Regions from separate parts of the Nothobranchius furzeri genome. Here region 2 is linked to region 1. Evidence: chromatin contacts called from public Micro-C data. All regions are on one chromosome and are shown on one strand. Each heading gives the region's core, a stretch centred on a gene start, on an enhancer-like site or on the middle of the called end of the contact. The rest is flanking DNA. Distances are from core to core; before and after follow the strand shown.

Evidence for each region. Hi-C and Micro-C count contacts between places; a contact is called where the count stands out from the background.
Region 2: a Micro-C map of tail fin shows a contact between it and region 1, with 5 times the contacts expected there. The contact joins two enhancer-like sites. A contact is called at or near these places in 2 of 2 Hi-C or Micro-C datasets (skeletal muscle and tail fin).

Annotation. Positions count from the first base shown.
Region 1 is chr12:53,226,052-53,231,506 of NfurGRZ-RIMD1, reverse strand. No RefSeq gene overlaps it. Among protein-coding and RNA genes, the nearest start is that of LOC139062285, 10 kb to the left of the region's middle. Within about 2 kb of position 3,111, at least 2 of the 3 cell types and tissues checked have an H3K27ac peak or open chromatin away from gene starts, as enhancers often do. A contact at or near this core is called in tail fin, where this site is marked.
Region 2 is chr12:53,415,125-53,420,579 of NfurGRZ-RIMD1, reverse strand. No RefSeq gene overlaps it. Among protein-coding and RNA genes, the nearest start is that of spag9a, 62 kb to the left of the region's middle. Within about 2 kb of position 2,464, at least 2 of the 3 cell types and tissues checked have an H3K27ac peak or open chromatin away from gene starts, as enhancers often do. A contact at or near this core is called in tail fin, where this site is marked.

The DNA of each region.
Region 1 (5,455 bases), core at 1,862-4,361:
TGCTCTGATCCTGGTTTCCTCGCGTCGCTGCCTCAGTACATCAACTTCCTGGTCCACGCCTGCGGGGCCTACACCTGCAGGATCTACGCCTGCAAGGTCTTCACCTGCAGGGTCTTCATCTGCAGGGTCTACGCCTGCAGGTCCTCCATGCGGCAGCCTCTTCAGAGTCCCGCTGCTGCAGCCTCTTCAGAGTTCCCGAGTCTACGTTTCCGAGTTCCCCGAGTCTACATTCCCGAGTCTACGTTCCAGAATTCCAAGTTCCAGAGTTCTACCTTCCCAAGTTCTAGAGTCCCACGTTCCCGAGTTCCAGAGTTTTCCCAGAGTCTCCAGAGTCCCTTTGTCTGCAGAGTGCCCCCTAGATCCCGAGTCTTCAGTGTTTCCCCGAGTTTCCTGAGTCTATGTCACAAGTCTCCAGTGTTCCTGTGTCTTCGTTCTGAGGCCCCTGTGCCTCCATGTTCTGGATCCCTGGTCCCCTGGTCTTCCGAGTTATGTGGGTCTTGTGGGCGTCTGGTATCTGCCCCTTGGGGGGGGGGGGGGGGGTATTGTCACGATCTGCTCCTACCTCCCTCTGACTCCTACTCTCTCCTGCCCCTGATCAGTTGTTTATTGGTCTCACCTGCCCCTTGTTAACCTGCCCATGTGTTCCCGATTGTTCCCCGTGTATTTATACCTCCCGTCTTCATGTGTCCCTCGTCGGATCATTGTAGTGTCTTGTTGATTCCTGCTGTACCCTCTGTTATTAAATCCATTTTTATGTTATCCGAGCCTGCATTCCTGCCTCCTGGTGAGCTGCACCACACATGGTCCGCCGCCACCCCCACCTCAACGTGACAGCAAGTGCGTAGGGTGTCCCGATTCTCAAGAGCGGAAGTTGACCACGCCCCCACTGTGCCCTTAATCTGCACTTCACCCAAGTCCGCAGCAATACGAACCTCTGGCAAGGGTATTACCCACAAGTCATTGCTGCAGGAGAAAATGCTCAAGTTACTTTTCTGATAATATGTATTTTCTAATGAAATTAGTTAATTTTAGGACGATTAGTTGATGCTCTAAACTTTTTAGAAAAAGCAGCAATAAATGTAAATTTATTTCAAATAACTGTTTGGCTGTTTGTTAATAAAGGTTTTTGGAAAAAGCAACCAGCATCCTAGCATGCGTTGCGATCGATGACGCAATGCTCCCTGTCTCAATTCTGCAATTATTTGCACACTTGTGTACTACGCACTTGAAAACTTACAGCGCACTTTCTCCAAGTGTACTTTGCTGAAGTCCCCAGGGCGCAGCGCAGTGCGATCATTGAGATTGGGCCTTAGAGTCATGATTCACGACAGCAACACGACTCTCTTACTGCTTCTATTTAGTCTCCATTGTTGATGTTTTACCTCCACAAAATACATAAACTTGAAGGAGTTCTGCCGTGTGGTGGAGTTGCTAATGCTAACAGTCAGCATCAACCAGCCAAGACGTTCTCTGCTGTTTCCTGGACGCTAATCCGACAACAGTCTTCCCCGTCATGAGCCAAGATGGGTGAGTCCACGAACGTTAATTTACAGCATGTTGTAGATCTGATTAGTTTTTCTTTTTTTGTGTTTCCTTGTCTATTGTCTATCTGCGGCTAATGCAGGAAATAGGGGTAGAAGACAATTTTTATGTTCAGCCTGCATGCACTCTGCATGCTCTAATTTTTAGAAAGAACATGAAAACATTTCTCATTGAACCCGATTCAAACAAAGGTCTCAGCTCTCTTTGTGTGCAAAATCTTTCCCAAACCACTGAATAGATTTTAATAAAACCTTCAGAAGGTAATCTTTAAGAGGCAGAACCGAGGCAGAGCTCTGTGAATAACTTGTGTGTAACGCATACTCTACAAAAACAACTGTGAGTTTAAAAATGTGCAGAAAGAATCCTGCTCAGTTTGGTTTGGTCGAACTTTGACTGCAGTGCACTGTGACACACATCAAACCTCTCCTCTGAGCCTAAGCACTCGGTTTGGAGATGGAGCTGCTGCACACTGGATTCTCCACATGGTTGGATCATGCCGATCTCATGTTCCCCTCGCTGCCACTCTTTCTTGTTTTCCTACTTCTAAGATTTGCTTGCATCAAATTTTTTAAGCATATGTTTCCAATGCTAAAGCTAACAGCATTACATAGCCTAGTTAACGAACCAGGCTCTCTGTGCTTGAAGCTTATAGTTTTGCACAAAACTCCACAGCAATCATGTGCACTGTTTTGGGTGTGCAGCATATTTTATGCACAAACATCATTTTTGATCCAACACTTTTGAATATGGTGAGCTTAGCAAACACAAAAGGGGCTTTTAACCATTCAGTTTTGAGCTGAAATTTGTCGTGTTAGTAGCTAAGAGTAATTTACAACAATTACTTGTAAAGCGGAGATTTAGCATTGTTTTATCATCAGAACAAGAATAAATACCATCATTTTTAAACAGGAAAAGTGAATGTTGTTACTGATCATTTCTCTGCATTTAAACAGGTGTCAAACTGTCTATTTGACTCATTCTGAGCAGCAGCAGTCTGATACTCCCCCCAGTGTCTGCAGACTTTTATAGCATTTTAGCAGACATTCATCCTCTGGTCCCCCAGGTGTCTCAGCAACTCAGACAGTGTAATCTCTGCAGGAAGACAGTTACTTACACTGATTCACATGTTTTTTGGCACTTTAATTAAATCAAATCTCTTTTGTGTTTTTATTTTTTTCATTTTAACATGTCAAAACTCTGAATTTAAACTTTCACACTCCTTCAGACTTGTGAGCTTTAGTGTAGGAAGGTCATCTGTCACGTTCTTCTGTCCCTTTAAATTTAAAGTTTCATTGTCCCGTAAAGCTCCTGCATCCTTCCCAGTTGCGCCGAAGTTTCCTCCCTCTGCACATCTAATCAGTCACACCCACTGCAGCCCGACGCTCCTTGTTTCCTCTCCAGATAGCAGCTGATCTCTGCAGCCACTCTGCCTCTCTGGGACAATGCTCCCTGAGCCCCCCCCCCCCCCCCCCCCCCCCCCAGTCAAATCGTCAACTAACTCTTTGTGATGTCTGAGTTGAATTGGAACATTTTGTCCCTCCAGCACCTTAGCCCCCTCCTTCTGTCTCTGTGTTTGGCTCCTCCCCTCCATGATGGGCTTTAGTGCCTCTCTAAGTCACAGCCGAGTTCAAAGAGAGGAAAACGCTGAATTCAAAGTTTTTCGGCAATGACGCTGTCAACAAAATCTCTGACATTATGTGCAATGTAACAGTGTGTGTGTGTGTGTGTGTGTGTGTGTGTGTGTGTGTGTGTGTGTGTGTGTGTGTGTGTGTGTGTGTGTGTGTGTGTGTGTGTGTGTGTGTGTGTGTGTGTGTGTGACGTGAATAAAGAAACAGACTAGTGGTGTGACATTAAACAGCCTCTCTTCTTTTTGCAGCAGCGGATTTCAAACTTCACAAACCAGAAGCCTCGGGCATTGTCTGGAAATCAACGCACTCACTGAATAAAGTCACTGAAAGGTTACAGATGTTGATTATGTTTGCTGAAAAGCTATATTTCCCATGACGTGCATATTATAGCTTGACCCCAGAAAGTGTGTTTGGTTTGTCTGTCAAGGATATAAACTAAAATGCAGGAGAAATTGTCCTTTCTGTGAGATTATATAGGTTTTCTTATGATAAATGTATGTTTTCCTTACTAATATATATATATATATATATATATATATATATATATATATATGTGTGTGTGTGTGTGTGTGTGTGTGTGTGTGTGTATACATATATATATACACACACACACACACACACACACACACACATATACATAGTAGTATAGATTAGGGGGTGGGACGCAATAAAAAAGTTATCCAATTAATCAAATTATTTGTAATTATTTAAATCTTGAAGAATCACATTTTACTCATTTAAGACAATTTTCCCCAAACCCTTTTTTTATTGCAAATAATGTCAGTGTGGCACAGATGACACACCCACACTTTACATGGCCTGTATTTGCATAGCACCTTCCCAGGGTTCTACAACCCCCCAAGGCACTTCACAGCACAATCAGCCATTTACCCATTCACACACACACATTCACCTGCTGGTAGGGATGAGCTATAATGTAGCCACGGCTGCCCTGGGGCGCATTGACAGAGGAAAGGCCTGCCGAACACAGACACCACCTGTCCCTCCGTCCACCACCTGCAGGCAAGGCGGGTTAAGTGTCTTGCCCAAGGACACAACAGCAGCATTCTCTGGTCGGAGCCAGGATCAAACCTGTGATTTTCCCATTACTGGACAACCCGCTCTACCTCCTGAGCTACTGCCGCCCCCCTGTAATGAGTATTTCTGTAATCACAAGGTCTATTTGATTACTTTGGTCTCATTATAAAGGTAACCATTGTTGGATTTGTTGGGCAGTTTAATTATACTGCACAAGTGTAAATGGACATGGAGCATTGTAAAAGTTGTGTACTTAACTGAACATTAGGTGGCAGCAGAGCTGCTAAAATATATAGAGGTGTAGTGTAGAGTTTGTAACGTGAGGAAATATGGGTTTTCCTAAGTTTATTCAAACCATCACTTTTCACTCAGACCCCTGTTTCTTCCTGAAGCAAAATCAGATGCACACAAGCATCCATCGCACCTCATATCAATCTCACAAATCACAACATTCTCAATCTTATAAGTTCACCAGAAGGTCTATTTGAGCAAGAACAGCATATAAACTGTTAAAAGATTGTCCCAAAAAGTTGCCAATGTGATTGTTATTTCCTGTTTGTCGATTTTCAAAATCATTAGTTTAATTTGAAGAATTAAAACTTTTAATCCTTCAAACTTGTTTCCTCATTGAACTGAAACACAGACACTCAGATATTATCGGCAGTTTATGGATGAAAACAACCTTTGAGTCTTCTGAACAATATAAAATTTGGTTATTGATTTATTAAAATTAATATTCCGAATTAATACGTAGCATGGTTTCTCTTTCATAAAAGAGCATAAATCCATAACGCTACAAGTTCAAGGGAAGTTCTGCTGAGAGTTACAAGATGAATGCTGCATGTATGCTTGCCCCTCCTGCTGTAATAAAGTTCAAATGGATGAAGTCACCGCCTTCCTGCTTTCTACCAACTAGAAATCATAGCTGTAAAAAGGTTGATTATTTTCAAGATTACAGATAGTTTATTGTCATTGCACAGGTGTACAACGAAATTGGCTTCACGCTCACTAAAGACAGCTCACGTAAGAGGTAGTAAAATATAAGAAAGTAAAATAACAACACTAAAATAGAAGTCACGCTCTCTCTGTCTCTCTCACACACACACCTTTCACACACAGCCAGTTTAAGGTGCAAAAATGTTAAATAATAATGTAAACATAAGACAAATCAAAATACAGTACATACTGAAATTTAAAGTGAACATCATACAAATGTAAAGAGTCACATGTTGAGGTACCAGGATGCA
Region 2 (5,455 bases), core at 1,215-3,714, 190 kb before region 1:
GGCATCTAGTTAGGATGCCTCCTGGATGCCTCTCTCCTGAGGTTTTCTTGGCACGTCTAACTGGGAGGCGACCTAAAGGAAGACCTAGGACACACACGAGGGACTATGTCTCTCAGCTGGCCAGGGAACACCTTGGGATTCCCCTGAAAGAGCTGGCCCATGTGGCTGAGGAGAGGAAACTCTGAGCATCTCTGCTTAGGCTGCTGCCCCCACAACCCAACCCCAGATAAGCAGATGATAATGGAGAAGCACTGCCATGCTACTGCAGTGCTTTCTATAATTAATGCTTCTCTGGTTTCTGGTCAGGTCCCTGCTTACTTTAAGAACTCTGTAATCCACCCGCTTCTTAAAAAACTGAGTCTCGACCCCTCTCTCCATAGCAGCTTCAGACCCATCTCTAAACATCCGTTCATCTCCAAGATCTTGAAAAAGGTTGTGGCTAAACAACTCACAGCTGCTCTTGATGAACATAACATCTATGATAGCTTCCAGTCAGGTTTTCGTAGAGCTCATTCTGCTGAAACAGCTCTTCTTAGGGTCTCTAATGACCTTCTGACTCACAGTGATGCAGAGGACTGTTCTGTTCTGGTCCTGCTGGACCTGACTGCAGCCTTTGACACTGTTGACCATCTCCTGCCATTGGAGAGGCTGAGAGACTGGGTAGGCCTATCAGGATCTGCTCTGGAGTGGTTCTCCTCTTATCTGTCTGAGCGCTCCTTTTCTGTGGCCGTCTCCAAGTTTAGGTCCTCCACAACCTCTCTTACCCATGGTGTCCCACAAGGTTCTGTGCTGGGACCTCTGCTCTTCCTCCTCTATCTGCTTTCTCTTCAGCACATCCTGAGCTCCTTTAAAGGAATCTTCAACCATCTTTATGCAGATGACATCCAACTGTACATCTCCTTTAAGCCCCATGAGATGTCTAAGCTGCAGCTGTTACACACCTGCTTAGACTCTATCAAAACCTGGATGGCTGGGAGCTTTCTTCAGCTGAATGAAGATAAGACTTAGATCCTCATCTGTGCCCCAGACAAGCTGGTTCCCAAAGTCAGAGACTCTCTTGGTCAGCTTGCTTCTCACACCAAACCTTCTGTCAGGAATCTTGGTGTGACCTTTGACCCAGCTCTCACCCTGGATTCTCATGTCAGTTCTCTTGTTCGCTCTTCCTTCTTCCATCTCAGGAACATTGCTACGCTGAGTCCCATTCTATCTCGCTCTGAACTTGAGACAGTTCTCCACACCTTCATCTCCTCACGCTTAGACTACTGTAACTCTCTTTTCACGTGTCTGAGCAGAACCTCCCTGAACCGTCTACAGGTGGTTCAGAATGCCTGTGCTCGGCTTCTGACCAAGTCCTCCAAACACACAAACATCACCCCGCTTCTCCTCTAGCTTCACTGGCTGCCAGTCAACTTCAGGGTTCATTTCAAGATCCTGGTTCTGGTCTATAGGGCCTTACATGGACAAGCACCATCTTACATTGGTGATCTTCTTAGTCCCTACACCCCCAGCAGGTCCCTGAGGTCCAGTGATCAAAGCCTACTGGTTGTGCAGCACCAGGCTAAAGACCAAAGGCGACAGATCATTTGCTGCTGTGGCCCCCAGACTCTGGAACTCTCTCCCCCTGAGCCTGAGATCAGTGGACTCAGTGAACTCCTTCAAAAAGCAGCTGAAGACTCACTTGTTCAAGCTGGCTTTTGTATGACCTTCACCACTCTCTCTTTATTCTGCTCTCCCCACCTATTCCACCTTCCTCAGGATCCACTGATTTCCCTCTTTCCTATTCACTCTCTCTTTCTTTACATTTTTTCTTTTAAATCCCAATTGTCTATTTTTGCTCATTTAAATATATTTTTAAACATTTTCTAAATGCTTTTTATATTTTTACATTTTTTGTTTTTGTGAAGCGCCTCGTGATTTTTATCTTGAGAGGCGCTATAGAATGATATTTTCTTCTTCTTCTTCTTCCATTATTTCAGTTTCTAAGGGTTGCCGTCTCATGTTTCTACAAACTGAGGTTGTAGGTCTACAACAGATAAGATATTAATTGTTTACAACTAGCCCTCTTTCTTTAGGAACTCTTGTTTATCTGTTTGCTTTGTGCAGATTTAAGAAAACTTTAGTTTAATAAAGTCAGCGTTTGTTTTTATCCCTTTCTACCAGCAGATGGTGCTGTGTGTTTATGTAGTTTTGATCAATCAGCTACAGTCACTTCTATAAAAACAGAAATTCACAGCAGCAGTCTCACACTAACACAAATTTAAGTATTTTTGTGACTCCAAAATCACAGACCACCTGTCACCTGTAGAATTATTAAAGCATCCATGATAGACGAGGTTGCTCTAGACCTAAATCAGCCTCTCTAGGAGCGCTTTTCATGTCTGATCACCTGTAAATGAGAGGGATGAAACAGCAAACTGAGCCTGTGTGTTGATCAGCTGTAGGAGGACTTGTTGATGCAAGCATCCCCACACACATCAGCCTCCATGACATCACAGCGTAAGGCCCACCTCCCACTTCCGCCCCCCCACATCCTCCTCACAGCCACGCAGGAGCTGACAGTGATGCTTGCATGCTCACATTAAAAAGCTTCCTGACGTCAGAGATGGAGCATGGCGGTCCAGATGATGGACTTGTGAAACAAATGCCAGGGATACGAGCAAAAAAAGAGTCAATTCCAGCTTTGTATTTAAGAAAAAAATACAAAATCTGTGAATGGATGATTAGGAAAGCATGTTAAAATTAGAGTTTAATAATTTAAAAAGCCTTTGAGAAATATTTGAATACTAAAACTAATGCTTTAACAGATTTTTGTCGTGACGCACACACACACACTGAGTTTTAGTTGTTTACATCTATTTCATTTTCATTTCACTTTATTTATAAAGCCCCTTCCGCAACCTTATCGGATGCCCAAGTTGCTGAACAATACGAGAAGATAATAAGAAACACACGTAAAAAACTGTAAAAAAAACATTAAACACAATAAGAAGACCACACTGCATGGTGGACAGTGAAGCCACGCTACATCTGCCGCTGGAAAGCCATAACATAAAAATACGTATTCAGACGACTTAAAAATCAGCAATGAGGGTGACTGGAGCACGGTTTAAGGCAGTTCATTCCACAGCCTCGGTGCCAACACTGAGAGTGCGCGATCCCCCCGTGACCTACACCGGGAACGCGGAACCACCAACAATTCCCCATCAGCTGAGCGGAGGGCTCTTGATGCTCCTGATGGAGATGCCTGTTCAAAAGTCACAATTTACATTCAAAAGGCTTTAGGGACATTCTGTGCTTCTTGTTCTTCTCGTGCAACAGATGAAAAATGAGCAGTTTTCTTTATTTAATTTGTCAAAATACGACTTGATCCAGTAAAATGGATTTTTCATCAACTCTAGAGATCACCTGATTCATGCCTGACAGAACTGTTCTGTCTTTGGTCTCTTCATTCGTCATTGCTGTCTGAACTGGAGCTTTTTCAGCTCCAGAACTGCTTATCCACCGTTTTCTCTGCACCATCCGTTTGTTTTCCAAATAAACTCTTGTTTGCTTGTTGACTGCAATGACCTTAACGTATGTCCAAGTTTATGTTAACAGGAAATTAGTCAAATCTGTTATTTTGACATTGATATTGTGACATCCAATAATGGTTTTCAACCAATAAAATAAGCTTAAGTGCTTTGCTTTTTTCAGAGGCAGTCCATTATCAACATTTCTCCTCCTTAGACAACATTTATTGCATTCTCACTGGTTTATGCTGTGAAATTCAACACTTTTGCTTGACTTACTTTGCAACGGAGCACCAAGTGCCACAAGGTTGAGGTGAATGAGGCTTGGCGCAAGCTAAATGAAGAAGAAATCCAAGCAGTCTTGAAAACCAAGGAGGTGGAGAGTGTGGGGTGGTGTCAACGAGAGAAGGCTCTGCTCATGACCCCGGAGTGAAAAATATGTGATTGCTGTGAGGAGCGAGGAAGACGTTCATCTTCTGTAAACAACCTGTAAACAAAAAGCGGGGGTGTTGTTGTGCAGAAGCAGCTAGTATGGGAATGTTACACATTGGTGGCATTGACCTGCTCTCCTCTGTAGAACCATGAGGACCATTCATGCTGTTAAGACTTCTTGTTTTCCTCCTACACAAAACGGTTAAGCCAGCGTTTTACCCCTATAGCCACACGTACACGGGCACTACAGGCTAGTTCAAAATACAGCAACAAATCCATAGTAAACAGAACCCTTTTCAACATGAAACAGTCTATCTTTAATGAGCCGTCCATCCTACATGTGTTGCAAATTTTTACAAAGACAAGCTTAGATGTATTTGAACTAAAACCCAGACCATTCACACACAATAAGGCCTAACGACACCGACAACTCCCCAGGGGATAGGGAGGAGGGGTCTTCATAAGTAGTTTCTGCTCGTTAAGCAACAATAGACAGCCACGGTTTCTGTCAGTGTGCCCCAGGGCAGCTGTGGCTACAATGTAGCTCATCAACACCTCGGTGTGAATGACTGATTGTGCTGTAAAGCGCCTTGGGGGGTTCCAGGACTCTAGAAGGTGCTATATCAAATACAGGCCATTTACCATAAGCTTGACCCTCCCAAATTCCAGTCGGAATTGACAAATCTCAGATGGAAACACATTCAAGAGTCCAAGAAGTCCAGTTGTCTTCGTTTGCACAATCTGTCATAAACTGATGAAATAAAAGGTTCGTATAAAACTTATTTGAATTACACTTGAGATTCATCCATTCCTCAGCTCATAATTTTCCAGGTCGTGGAGGTGGCACCGTGCACCAGCTCCACCAGCAGGATCCCTAGGTGTTTCCTGGCTAACGGAAAGATATAATCCACCCAACGTGTCCTGGGTCGACCCGGGGGCCTCCTGTTATCAGGACACATCCAAAACACTTCCTCGTAGAAGCGCTGAAGAGATATTTTGACCAAACGCCACCTCAGCTGGCTCCTCTTGACATGGAAAAGCAGCGGCTCATGGAAGTCCGAGCTCCTCACCCTGTCTCGCGTTCTTATGGACTATACGTGGGATAATTTGGTTAAAGTGTTGCATTTCATTCTTTTGTGGATGTGAGATTGTTTAATGACATCAGGAGCTGAACTGAAGTGAACCATGTGTGATTTAACCATCTCCTCAAAGCTTTTCAGTCTAACATGAAGCAATACATGATAAAAATGATCAGAATTGCAACGTTGCACGGTTTGAGAGATGACCGGGTCTCAAAGCGTATTTTTTTGTGCATGCCGAAATGTTCCAGACGATTAATGTAGTCAGATGCGTTTCGTTTCTTTTTTAGTGGAGGAGTCCGGTTCTGTGTTGTCAGCTTTGTGCAGCCACCTGACAGATGAGACGTGCAGCCCGCGAGCGGAGCAGTACACGCTGTTCACCTCCCGTGATTTAAAAGCCTCCTCCAGTCATAGGGAGAGCGTCCTTGGCCTCCC